Linked DNA regions of Mus musculus: region 1 is linked to region 2. Evidence: chromatin contacts called from public HiChIP or PLAC-seq data. All regions are on one chromosome and are shown on one strand. The core of a region is the stretch at or near the end of the contact, and the rest is flanking DNA. Distances in the headings are between cores, read along the strand shown. Region 1 holds the start of Pcgf6 (polycomb group ring finger 6). Region 2 overlaps Nt5c2 (5'-nucleotidase, cytosolic II).

Region 1 (6,543 bases), core at 1,787-4,286, 150 kb before region 2:
AGAAACCCCAAACCAAGCACACACACACACACACACACACAAACAAATAACAACAAATAACCCAGCAAACAAACACCAAAAACAAAGAGTGCCTCTCTTCCTCTCTTGCTATATAGCCAGCCACAACTCTTGTCTCGAAAGTCAGTTCTCCAACAGTGAAACCACACAAACACACAGACACACAGACACACACACACACACACACACACACACACACACACACGCACGCACACATCATAAATCCTGTCATTTGTACAAAGCCATGTGACAAACTGGCACAGCTTGGTTCATTGCCCCAGGTACACACATGGAAACCACCATCAATCATTGACAGAAAATAAATACTAATGACCACAGTTCCAGGGGTTGACCAAGGTTCAATCATAGTTCTAGATTTCCTTGAAGATAGAAGAGAACGAGCAACTTCTTCTACTGTTTTAACTTTTCTCCCTAGATGCCTAACCATTCCACCTCAGTGTGTTTTCTGAAAAGCCCATGCTGGCTTTAGTGCTTTGAGATACCACTCGTACCAGGACTCAGGCTTCATATACACTCTCTGGCTTTTCTCTCCTGTTTCAGGTTTACTCAAACAATGGGGTATACAGATACCAGGTAGAAAGTTTTATGGAATGTTCAATGATCAATGGAGGGTACACATCAATATCATTTCTTCTTTATGATGTTTATCAGTATAAAAGAACTATATATTTTTTAAAGATTTATTTATTTTATGCATATGAGTACACTACCATTGATCTCTTCAGATGCACCAGAAGAGGGCATCAGACCCCATTACAGATGGCTGTGAGCCACCACGTGGTTGCTGGGAATTGAACTCAGGACCTCTGAAAGAGCTGTCGGTGCTCTTAACTGCTGAGTCATCTCTCCAGCCCAAGAGCTATGTTTTTTTTTTTTATTTAGCTCTTTTATCCTGATTTTATCCAGTCTGTATTTTCTTTTGTCATTTGGCGTGTTAGAGACAAGAGTGGGAAGGCAGTTTGTGCCTGTGATCCCGGCACTCGAGAGGCTGATGCCCTCAGAAGATTCCTGTAGTGTATGTCGGGGCGTCTCTGTAGTGCCAGGAGTTTGAGCCGTAAGTCTTCATGTGTCATTTGAGTGAAGCAGCAGAGAGCTCAGTCCAGGACCAGAAGTGGATATCTTTCAAACCTGCCTGTAGTTATCACCACTTCTGGCTAGGTCACACAAGCCAGAGGTTTCATAACTCCCAAACAGGACCACCAGTTGGGGACCACGTGTTCAAACACAAACCTGTGGAGGGACATCCATATTCAAACCATAGCATGTTCCTCTCAGTCCCCATAGGTTCCTGGGTTATCTCATAATGGAAAAATGTGTTTAGTCCAACTTTCGGGAGCCTCTACATCTTTTCTTGTTTGTTTTATTTTTACTTGTTTATTTTTAAAGATTTTATTTATTTATTTATTATATGTAAGTACACTGTAGTTGTCTTCAGATCTCATTAAGGATGGTTGTGAGCCACCATGTGGTTCCTGGGATTTGAACTCAGGACCTCTGGAAGAGCAGTCAGTGCTCTTAACCGCTGAGCCATCTCTCCAGCCCCTGTTTTATTTTTTAAAGATTTTTGTTTTGTTTTGTTTTTGTTTTTCAAGACAGGGTTTCTCTGTGTAGCCCTGGCTGTCCTGGAACTCACTCTGTAGACCAGGTTGGCCTTGAATTCAGAAATCAGCCTGCCTATGCCTCCTGAGTGCTGGGATTAAAGGCATGTGTCACCACGCCCGGCCTTTTTTAAAGATTTATTTACTTTATATACACAGTAGCTGTCTTCAGACACACCCGAAGAGGGCTTAGGATCCCATTACAGATGGTTGTGAACCACCATGTGGTTGCTAGGATTTGAACTCATGCCCTCTGGAAGAGCAGTCAGTGCTCTTAACTGCTGAGCCATCTTTCCAGCCAGCCCTGGGTTTGTTTGTTTGTTTGTTTGTTTTAGACAGTGTTTCTCTGTTATGCTCTGGCTATCCTGGAACTCACTCTGTAGACTGGCCTAGGACTCAAGAGATTTGCCCGTTTCTGCCTCAGTGCTGGGATTAAAGGTTCCTTTACCACTTGGCTCCAATTGAAAACTATATTTTATTTATTTTTCATTTTTATGTGTAGCATGTTTTGCTTGCATATATGTATGTTCACCATTTGCATCCCTGGTGCCCAGAGAGGACAAAAGACAGCATCTGGAACTAGATGGTTGTGAACAGCCATTTGGGTGCTTGGAAGAGGGGTTCTTCTTAAAGGGCCTCTCTGCACGAGCATCGAAGTGCTCTTAACAGCTGGAGCCATCTTTCCAGCTCAAGACACCTCCACGTTTAACTGTCTCAATAGTGTTCAAAAGTCCAAAGACACCCTTCAGTGGGTAAGGTCTGGAACTTTTCTCTTCCTTTTGGAGACAGGGGTGTTGGAGTGCTGCCCAGGTGGGTCTCAAATTCCTTGGCTCTAACATTCTGCCTACTCAAGGCTGAAATTAATAAGTAGGTAACCATACTTGGCTTATGTGGTTATTCTTATCAAAGCTGTCCTCTAACTTTTCCCCCTCATTTCTCAGAAATCATTTCGCGAATCAGTTCTCTCCCTCTAACATGGGTATTGAACTCAGGTCGTCACACTTGGAGGCAAATTTTTTACCTGCTGAGCCAGCTTAGGGTTTTTGTTTGTTTGTTTGGTGAGACAAGGTCTTACTAAGTAGATAGATGCCATTAACCATGGACGGAAAACCACAATTAGTCCTCAAAATGAAACCATCACTCCTAATTCAAGAACACATGGCATCTAGAGTTCAATGTTCCATGAATAAACTGGTGCAAGTAAAATACTGAAACTGTAGCATTTTAGACTCTCCTGAACAGCACACTGCAGGCTTCGACCGCGAAAACCGGTGAGCTTCCTTCAAGGCGTGGCCCACACGCCCCGCCCCAACCTGAGCAGCTCCGCCTCACCTAGGTAGCCTAGGTGAACCACACTTCCCAGCGGCCTCTGCGGAGCGCCGGCGCCTGCGCACTGGTACGAAAGGGGGCTCGTGCTCAACTCGCGCGCTAGCCGTCCGACTCGCCTTGCCTCGCTCTCAACTCGCCAGATTTCTGATCCCCGCCATGGACGAGGCTGAGACGGACGCCACGGAAAACAAGCGCGCCTCTGAGGCCAAGCGAGCCTCAGCCATGCCGCCACCGCCACCGCCTCCGCCTCCCATCTCTCCGCCCGCCCTCATCCCGGCACCCGCGGCCGGCGAGGAGGGCCCGGCGTCCCTGGGCCAGGCGGGCGCTGCCGGCTGCTCTCGCTCTCGGCCCCCGGCGTTGGAGCCCGAGCGCAGCCTGGGCCGCTTGAGAGGCCGCTTCGAGGACTACGATGAAGAGTTGGAAGAGGAGGAGGAGATGGAGGAGGAAGAAGAGGAGGAGGAAGAGATGAGCCACTTCTCTCTGCGTCTGGAGTCCGGACGGGCAGACTCCGAGGACGAGGAGGAGGTATCGACGACCCTGCCAGACCTGGCTGCGCTCGAGCGGCCTCTGGGACCCAGCGGGGCGCAGACCTGTGGTTGCCGTTGTCGCTGGAGCTCGCGGCGCTTGTGTAGCGCTCCATCCCCGCCCACCCAGGCGTGGCCTCTCTCCGGCTTCATTTATTTTGTGGAGTCCTTGCAGATCATTTAGGGCACTCTGGGTCCCGTTTTTTTGTTTGTTTTTGTTTTTGTTTTTTTTACATTCTGTAAAAGTCTTTGCGTAACGTGGAGGGAGTTAGATGTCTAAGGCTACTGGCAGGTGTACTCTTTTTTTTCTGCAGGATGTTGAGAGGGTTTGGGACCCCTCCCCCATTAAAAATAAATAACAAATGTGTGAAGAAAGGCATCCCGGGGATAGGGTGTAGGCCAGTTGATACAGTGTATCTCTGCCCTGCAGGACGCTCGGAGTTCGAGTCACAGCACTGTCTACACTGGATGTGGTAGTAGACACTTGTTACTACCAACATTCGTGAGGCAGAGGCAGCAAGTTCAAAGTCATCCTTGGTAATGTGGGGAGACCAGGCAGGTTTAAGGGCTTTTTGTAAACCAACAAAAGAACAGGTGCCTTTCACTGTTAGTTTCCTATATGTCAGAGAACTGGGACCGCTTAGATACAGTGTTTTCTTTAGATTGGATATTTTGAAGGGTTGGAGTGCAATTAAGTTACACTGCTTATAATGAAATCTTGGGATCATGGCTTAACTTGTTTTGAAATGAGACCTTGTAGTGTTGGCTTTGGACTGGGTTTGATGTTGTGATTTTAAAAAGATAAAGGGGTATTAATATATGTTCTATGGGGGTGTGGCGAGGTGTGGGGGAAGGGGGTGCCCCAGCGGGCCCATGCCAAGGCATCCCTTACCCCTGAGGGACCAGCCACACGACGATATAGTATAGAATAGAGTTTATTCAGGGCATGGGGAGGGAAGTTAAGAGGGTAGTAGAGGCAGAGAGAGAGAGACAGAGTAGAGAAGTGGAGGAGGGCCATGACCACGTGTAGAGAGGGCGGGAAGGGAATGGGGAGAGAGATGGAGCAAGGGAGGGAAGAGGCAAGGGAGAGAAGCAGGAGTAAGAGGAGGGGGCAAGCAGTCCCTTTTATAGTGGGCCAAACCTACCTAGCTGTTGCCAGGTAACTGTGGGGAGGAGCATACCTGGCTGTTGCCAAGTAACTGTGGGGGTGGAGTCCAGACCCTACCAACACTCTTGGGCTCAGATGTCACAGCTGACTTGTGTAAGTTGGAATATAGGCATTAGACTTCCTACTTGCAGCTAGCTTCTGAATTTGAGAAGGGAAAGGCTTGTATCCTAAAATGGTTACTGTTGCACTTACAGCGCCTGATAAACCTTGTCGAGCTGACCCCCTACATCCTGTGTTCGATTTGCAAAGGTTACCTGATAGATGCAACCACCATTACAGAGTGTCTTCATACCTGTAAGCACATAGTTCGCATTTCCGAATGGTGTTTTAAAAATGTGAAGATGTCTGTAAACCATCCTAAATTAAACATTTTTTCTCTTTCACTAGTTTGTAAAAGCTGCATTGTGAGACATTTTTACTATAGTAACAGATGCCCAAAATGCAACATAGTTGTCCACCAGACTCAGCCTCTTTATAATATAAGGTAAGAATATACACACTTAAAATGTATCCACATTTAAAATCATTGTTGCCAGTGTTTTTTGTTTTTTTTTTTTTTCTGAAATCTTGACATTGTGCAGTTGGGGGTAAATCCTTTGAATGCTATCAAAACGAGAAGGAAGGGAACTGCACAAGAAGTGTGTGTGGAGCACTTACTGTGTATCAGGCACAGACGGCTAGATCTGCTGGAGACTTTAAAAGCAAAACTCAGTGTGTAGACCATGCTGGCTTTAACCTCAGATCCACATGCCTCTGCGTCCCGAGTCTGGGATTAAAGGCGTGTGCAGCACAGCACCTAGCTTCAGCAGTCTGTTTGTTTTAACTTTTATGTGTGCATGTGTACCACATGTGTACTTGGGGCTTTTGGAGTCACAGGAGATGGTTGGATTCTCTGGAACTGAGAGTCACAGATGGTCTTCTGGAAGAGCAGCCAATGCTCGTCTCCGTCTCTGCAGCTGAGATGGAACGCAGCAATTAAAATGCAGTCCGGCATCAAGTTCACGTTCTTACCAAGCATGCAAGACCAAGGAGCAATGCTCCTAAGAGAAAATAGTGAATTCATTTTGTACCTAAATTCTTTTTTGGATTCTGAGATATTCTCCATTCTTCTTTTTATTAGGTTGGACCGGCAGTTACAAGACATAGTATACAAATTAGTGATCAATCTAGAGGAAAGTAAGTTTCTTTTATTTCATAGTTGTGAATCCCAAAGTCTCTGTCTCTGTTAGTTACATCGTAAGTGTAGTAATTTAGTCTGTGTTTTATCATTTTTTTAGGAGAAAAAAAGCAAATGCATGACTTCTATAAAGAAAGAGGTCTAGAAGTCCCCAAGCCTGGTAAGTTTGGATGTGTTCTGCATTCACAGATTAAAGAACAAACTGTTGTTGAGGTGCTGTCCTCATTCCTGTCCTGTCACAAGTAGACCTAGTGGAGGCCACTCGGGCTAGAAGAGGTTTAGTTAGCTCACAGCTCAGGTTACATCACCCTACAGGGAAAGCCGGGGAGTGAGGGAGAACCAGTACCAAGAGACGGCACTTGCTGCCTGCTCATACAGTTGTCTCTCTCATACAGTCTAAGACTCAAACCCAGGGGATGCCACCGCCCACTTTTGGGGTGGGTCCTCCCAGGCTTGCTCTCGTCCCTCCTTAAGACCCTTCCCTGGTGATTCTTGGTTAAGTCAATTGGAATGAAAATGAAAACAACCATCACGGGTGCTTTGAAGGTAATGCTGCAGGGTAACCCAAGTAACATTTTGTAAGAACTAAGAGGACTGACTGGGTGTAGTAGTTCAAGCCTGTGAGCTCAGCACTCAGGAACCTGAGTCTGGAGGATTGCCGTGAGTTCAAGGCCAGCTCGGGCAACATGATGAAACACTTCATTTAAA
Region 2 (6,635 bases), core at 1,379-3,878:
TTTTGTTTTATTTTGCTTTTTAAAAACACAGTTTGGGGGTTGGAGAAATGGTTCAGTGAGTAAATGCTGTGCTTACATAGAACCTGGGTCCATTTCTAGCCCCCCACATGGTGCTCACAACTATCTGTAACTCCAGCTCCAGGGTATCTGCTGCCCTCCTGGCCTTCACAAGCACCCAGCATGCACGTGATGCATATACACACATAAATGCAGGCAGAACAATGCATACATAGTAATCTAAAAACAAAGAAAAGTAAAAAAATAGAATGTGACATTTGGGTCATAACTACAACTTGAAATGAAAACATTTTATATTATGCATTCATGTAATTTTCCTGATTTATTTATTCCTGATGGGAAACTGCTAAAGTCATAATAGTCACATTGAAATAATTAAAGACAGTGGTTTTGGCAACACTTGTTGTAAGAGACATAAACTAACTGAAATTGTGTCAGAACATCCTTTTAAGTCTGAGGTCATAGCAGTGTCCCACTTAGAACTGAAGCAATTGCACGGTGCTGTTGAGCAAGCCTTATTGCATAACACAGGCTCAGAGATGTCTCGGATGTCTGTTGTACAGTTGAAGTAAAGTGAACATCACCTTGACCTCTCAGAGCAGGCCAGGAAGGCTACATGCACCTTCTGGTGCTGTAAAGGATGCTTTCGTATCAGGAAGCAGGATGTAGACAGAACATGATGACATGCAGTATCACCGACCTAAGCTCATCATGTTCAGATACTGTCACTGGGAAGGAGCCCGGTGAAAATGAACCAGGGTTCTGTTTGTGTCTGAGAAGGGATCTCATTGTTCTGGCTATGAGTTGAAAGGAAGGCAGAGGGGAAAAAATGAGAAGCAAGTCACTAAATTCATTTTATAACCACTCTTAGAATACAAGATGCACAGGCCTAAGCTAGGGGTAGTGGTCCACTTCTGTAATCCTGGCAGGAGTCCATAAGGAGTTCAGGTCATGTCATCGCTGGCTACATAGGCCAGTCTAGACTACATGAGACTTTATCAAACAACAACAAAAAAGGTCTTATCAACCTGTTGCAGGAAATATTTAAAAAGTCAACCCTCCATCTCTCCTGCCCCACCGGCCTGTGTTCCTGCTGTAGTACCGATACTGGCAGGCCACAACACTATGTCTGGGTGGGGTCTCGCTTGCTCGGCCGTGTTCTCACCACTGAGCTATTCTCTCCCAAGTTCATCTTGCTTCCACACAGTGCCCCACACACCCCACCATCAGCCATCTCAACACCTAGTTACCCCAGTAGAAACATGACTCTTAAAGCTTAATTATACAGTTAGATTTATATAACAAAAAGATCACAATTTACAAAAATGCCAATACAATAGTTTCAGGGCTAATTGATACTGATAAAACTTTAACTCAATTATTATAACCTTTCGATAACACCATTCTGGTTCTTCTCCCTCCTCCCTCTCTGTCTCCACAACTCTTAGCTCCTCCTCCCTTTTCCTGTCCAATCACAAGCCTGCCACTGCCCTAATATCCTGCAACATTTCACCCTTTCTGTTTAATTATAAAAAAAAAAAGACTCTCAAAATATAAATTGAACACAGCTATTATCATTTTGTAAATTATATGGTATAAGATAGACCTAATACTAAGTCCACATCAACCTGCTATACATAAAGTTTCAGTGTACCTTCTTTGGAAATACTTTTGGTAGTATTTCAAAAATAAGTCATTTGTGGGTAAACGTAGATTCATTTACGCTTAGTGCAAAAGGAAAAGATATTAGGGAGAGAATGAACATGGTGGGACATTTCAGTTTTTAAGGTGCAGTGGCAATGAGCTAAAAAGGAGGTCAACGTCCATCTACCTTTGTCACACCTTGTTAGCCTGGGGCTGCAGGTCACAAAACATGCCAGTGTTCCTTCCAATTCCAAGTAGACTGTTTTCTTCTGATATGTATGATGCATTGTCTTCCCCTGACCGGGAATGCGATGACTAACCTAGTTATCAGTCAGTCTGAGTTGTGATTGCCACAGCAGCTGCACCCGTGATTGTCTAAGCCAGCCTTCACTCACTGGCTGGAGGGAGGGCATGCTAGTGTTGCCCCCTTCTGCCAGAAAGCCAGAGAGATGGCTTTCTACTTAGTCTTGAATTGATTAGAAACTTTGTTTCATAAGGGTGATGAAAGGGGTTACTAACCAAGAAACTACTATGATTTTATGGTCGTGACTAGAGTCCATACCATTTGAAGTTAAGTAACTTAAGTAGGAATTTACCCAGCTTACACTGTGTATAAGCTTTATATTTGTTTTCTTTGTCTTTGTGGGGATGTATGTGCAGGTGTGTTCTCAGTCACTCTCCAGCTTATTTGAGATACTGTCCTTGCTTTTGCTTGAATGGTGAGCAGAGTTCCACTCGACCCTTCTTTCTTCCTTCCCCATGGCTAGGGTTACAGGCACACACTGCAGTGCTTGGCACTTACATGGGCATTGGGATTCTAAACAAAAGTTCCTCCTCGTGTCTGCATGGCAAGCACTTTACTGATAGGGGCTGGCCTTGCAAATTAAGTAGGTCAGGTCAGAAGTTGGCCCGCTTTCAGTAAAGAGGAACAGAGAAAAGCACAGCTCAGACGGTAAGGAAGGCTTGCTCTTTGTTCCACACTTCATCCAGGAGAGGAAGTGTCCACTTAGGTGTTGCAGCAGAGCCAGCACACCAGCACCGACAGGAATCCTTTCTGGGTTGTCCTTGCCTCTCTTTGCAGTCACTTCCTTCTGCTTTTAGACTTATTTTATCTTAAAATTTTATTTATTTGTTTTGAGACAAGGCTTCCCTGTGTCACCCTGGCTGGCCTGGCTGCCAGCGCTGGGATTCCAGGGTGAGCACCTGTTCATGCATTAGTCTCCTTAAACATTTGAAGCTCAGTAGTTCCCCTTCAGTCTTAAGAGTTCCCCACGGCCTTCTTGTAGAGGTTGGGTTGTGTGTTCTTAAGTTACCTCCCTAGCACAGGGAGAGCCCTGGGTGCTGTCTATGAAGAGAGCTGTTGAAGGGCTCACCCTGAGCCTGTTCACAGCTGCTCACATTTAATATATGAACTCTTGTCTTTCACATAGCCATCAACATATTTTAATAAAGCATTGAATAGTGATGATTTCCTACAGTTGTTAACTTTTTGTATATCAATTAATTTTTTTTTACATTTTCTTACAGACCAGAAACTAGAGAGCAGTATCCAAATAAATTTATCCAACGAGATGACACTGAACGGTTTTACATTCTGAACACACTATTCAATCTCCCAGGTAGACACCTCTGCTTACTCTGCACACTGCCCCTTTGTTCCAGGGCCATGTCTTCCAGGAAGCTGAGTAAATCAGCTTGATTATGGTACTTACAGCTTATTCATACCTTTTCTTCATTTTCAGAGACCTACCTGTTGGCCTGCCTCGTAGATTTTTTTACTAATTGTCCCAGATACACCAGGTATGTTTATATTACAATTTTCTTCATCCAGTTGATTTTTAAATTAATGTACAGGGTTTTAGAGAACTGGCCATTGTAGGTCTTTTCTGCTTTTCTAAAGTGAATTTAGTGCTAGTGAGAGATGCCACATTGCCAGCCTGAGAGATGGACAGCGCCAGCAGCTCCATGCAGGCTCTCACCTCCCACACGGCCCCTCTCCTTGCCAGTGTGCTGCAGCCATGTTTGGAAGGGACCACTTGTGACTGGGATTGAAGACGGCCAGCAGAGGTGCTAATTGTGACAACTGAGTGGGAGGTTTGTGTGATGCTTATCTGTCCAAGCAGAGTTGCACTGAAACCCCCGACTCATTTCACAGCAGCTGCCCAGGAGCCATCCCGGGATGCTCATGTAGCTTCATTCCCAGGCCCAGCAAGAGCTCACCAAGGAATAAAATAGTGTTTATTTTCTGTAAAGCAAAAATTTGCCTAAGTCTTCACAGGTTAGCCTTTCCTTCTGGGGAGCTGTGTGGCCATTGCTTGATGTGTAACAGCCTCTGTGTTAGAGTCTGCTAACTTCATATCTGAGGCCTTACCCACTTGAGGGCAGTTTGGTGGAAAGTGGAATCCAGATAGAACTGAACGGTGCCTTTGTACCTAGGGACAATGCAGGAAGGTCAGGGAGGGAGAGCCTAGCTTCTAAATGTCTGCGCAGTGAGGCCTGCTTCTAAAGTGAGGAACTTGGTATTATGGGACCTTGGCCTTTTAATTCCATCCTGTAAATTATCCTGTCTCATTGTGTTTGCACACAGTTATTATATTCCATATATCAATATTCTGGCCATTTTAATGCTCAAATGCATTTTGATTAGGGAGCGATTCCCTAGCTAACCACAGCCTGTACCACGTGATGGGAACCTTTGGGTCCCTTGGTCATTTCATTCACCGTTTGTCATGTTCTTTTCATCTTTCTGTAGTTGTGACACAGGATTTAAAGATGGGGACCTCTTCATGTCCTACCGTAGCATGTTCCAGGACGTAAGAGACGCAGTGGACTGGGTCCATTACAAGGTATTTAGAGCCTGCTGCTTTACCCTCCTCTCCCCAGCATGCATCTGTGCTCTGATACTAACTTTGCAAGTGGGCATGTACACAGAGAGCAGAATGCTCCTTTTAAAAAAGAACGTGGAGAGGGCCTGGAGAGATGTCTCAGAGACTAAGAGCACTGGCTGCTCTTGCAGAGAACCTTGATTCAGTTCCTAGCACCCTACAGCAGCTCACAGCCATCTGAAACTCCAGTGCCAGGGGCTCTGACGCCCTCTTGTGGTGTCTCTGGGCACCAGGCATTCATGTGGTACACAGACATGGAAACAGGCAAAACATTTACTCTCATACACATTAACAGAAAAATAAAGACTCTTAAATGCTTTTATTTTTCACCTTTAAAAGGAGTTAAGAGAAATTTGCCTCTTATGTTTATTCTTGTCCGACCATACTGACAGTGTTCTTCAGCCTTGAGGCTCAGCTTTTAAATTTTATTGTTTGCATTTCTGAAAAATATTTAGAAGAATTTTAGTATATGAAATTATACTTACATCTCTTGTGTATGTTGGTCCATTTAAATTTTGTTCAAATAACTCCCACTAGTTAGTATTGGATTTATATTTACTATAAACTTTAATAAACTATGAAAAGTTTTAATTTTCTATTTAAAATGTGAATACTTTTATATTTGAAATCTTTTTTTGTCTAACATTTTTCATTTTGGTAAACAGAATATTTATTTGTTTGATAGTCAGTACAAGTTTTTTAGTAAAAGTTAACAGTAGACTTACAGGTCAAGTGTGGTGGTCTACTCCACAATCCAGGTTCAAGGCTAACCTGGGTTACAACGTAAAGCTTTGTCTCAGACAATCAATCTTGATTTGTGAGATGGACATGATATCCTAAATCTGTAATCTTAGTACTTAGGGGGCAAAGGCAGGAAGATGAGCCAGCTGGGGCTATAGAGCAATAACTTAAAAAATAAAAAGGAAACAACCCCCCTGGTTTTATTCTTTTCTTATTTCTTTCTCTTCCTCCCAGGGCTCCCTTAAGGAGAAGACGGTTGAAAATCTTGAGAAGTATGTCGTCAAGGATGTAAGTATGGAAGAGGGAAACAGGTCTGCATGGTGGCTCCTTTTGCCTTATAAAGATAAGAAGGCCAAGCCTGTTTATCGTGACGTAGATGAGAAAAGTCACTTGCAGCATAGTCACAAAAAATGTCTGCCAGCATGTAGTTTCACTTGTTTTCCCTGTTTTCTGAGAAACAAGACTTTGTATTTAATGTTTTAGCTCTAATTATTGCAGCTAGACGGTACTGTGTGCACAGCTCCACGCAGTGATTGATACCTTATACTATGTAATTGTCGTCAACTATGAGGTAGAGGCTACTGTTACTTTTTAAAGAAATGCTTAAATGTCATGTGGAAGGTCACACAGTTAGAAGGTCAGTCATTGGCCAAGACTAACACCCAAATCTTATCTTATCTCTTCTCTTCTCTTCCCTTCCCTTCCCTTCCCTTCCCTTCCCTTCCCTTCCCTTCCCTTCCCTTCCCTTCCCTTCCCTTCCCTTCCCTTCCCTTCCCTTCCCTTCCCTTCCCTTCCCTTCCCTTCCCTTCCCTTCCCTTCCCTTCTCTTCTCTTCTCTTCTCTTCTCTCCTTTCTTTCTTTCTTTCTTTCTTTCTTTCTTTCTTTCTTTCTTTCTTTCTTTCTTTCTTTCTTTCTAGTTTTTTGAGACAGGGTTTTTCTGTGTAGCCCTGGCTGTCCTGGAACTCACTCTGTAGACCAGGCTGGCCTTGAACTCAGAAATCCGCCTGCCTCTGCCTCCCGAGTGCTGGGATTAAAGGTGTGTGTCACCACGCCCAGCTGTCACACCCAAATCTTAAGCATTGCAGATGATCCATTAAAAAGTGTGCACGGGTCTGACTGACTTAAGTGTCTCTACCCTGTTAGCAAAAAAATAAATAATGAGCACAGCTTTAAGATACATTAAAGACTAGTGAGTATCTTAAATAGCTGGAGTTCATGATATTTTTTACTAATTTAAAAATTTTTTATAGTTATGATGCAGTATTAATGTTACTTTTAAAGGAGTGTATGTGGAGCACATAGGAAGTATAGATGTGCATGTATATGTGTGTATAATCTCAACTTTTCT

The links. HiChIP or PLAC-seq counts read pairs in DNA pulled down with a chosen protein or histone mark.
Region 1: a contact with region 2 is called in an H3K27ac HiChIP or PLAC-seq map of extraembryonic endoderm stem cells. The contact joins the promoter of Pcgf6 here to the enhancer-like site in region 2. A contact is called at or near these places in 1 of 39 promoter capture datasets (hippocampal neurons), 1 of 484 Hi-C or Micro-C datasets (embryonic stem cells), 2 of 115 datasets of contacts at active chromatin or transcription factors (extraembryonic endoderm stem cells and microglia) and 2 of 9 other capture datasets (adipose tissue and pancreatic islet).

Annotation. Positions count from the first base shown.
Region 1 is chr19:47,047,399-47,053,941 of GRCm38.p6, reverse strand. It overlaps Pcgf6 (polycomb group ring finger 6), which reads left to right and starts at 3,036. Exons shown (of 10, transcript NM_027654.3): 1 at 3,036-3,491; 2 at 4,853-4,952; 3 at 5,046-5,142; 4 at 5,779-5,834; 5 at 5,936-5,995. The coding sequence starts at 3,123.
Region 2 is chr19:46,895,449-46,902,083 of GRCm38.p6, reverse strand. Nt5c2 (5'-nucleotidase, cytosolic II) reads left to right here. Exons shown (of 18, transcript NM_029810.5): 6 at 3,190-3,281; 7 at 3,405-3,462; 8 at 4,415-4,508; 9 at 5,523-5,576. Among named protein-coding and RNA genes, the nearest start is that of Nt5c2, 64 kb to the left of the region's middle. Within about 2 kb of position 2,628, at least 108 of the 459 cell types and tissues checked have an H3K27ac peak or open chromatin away from gene starts, as enhancers often do. A contact at or near this core is called in extraembryonic endoderm stem cells and pancreatic islet, where this site is marked.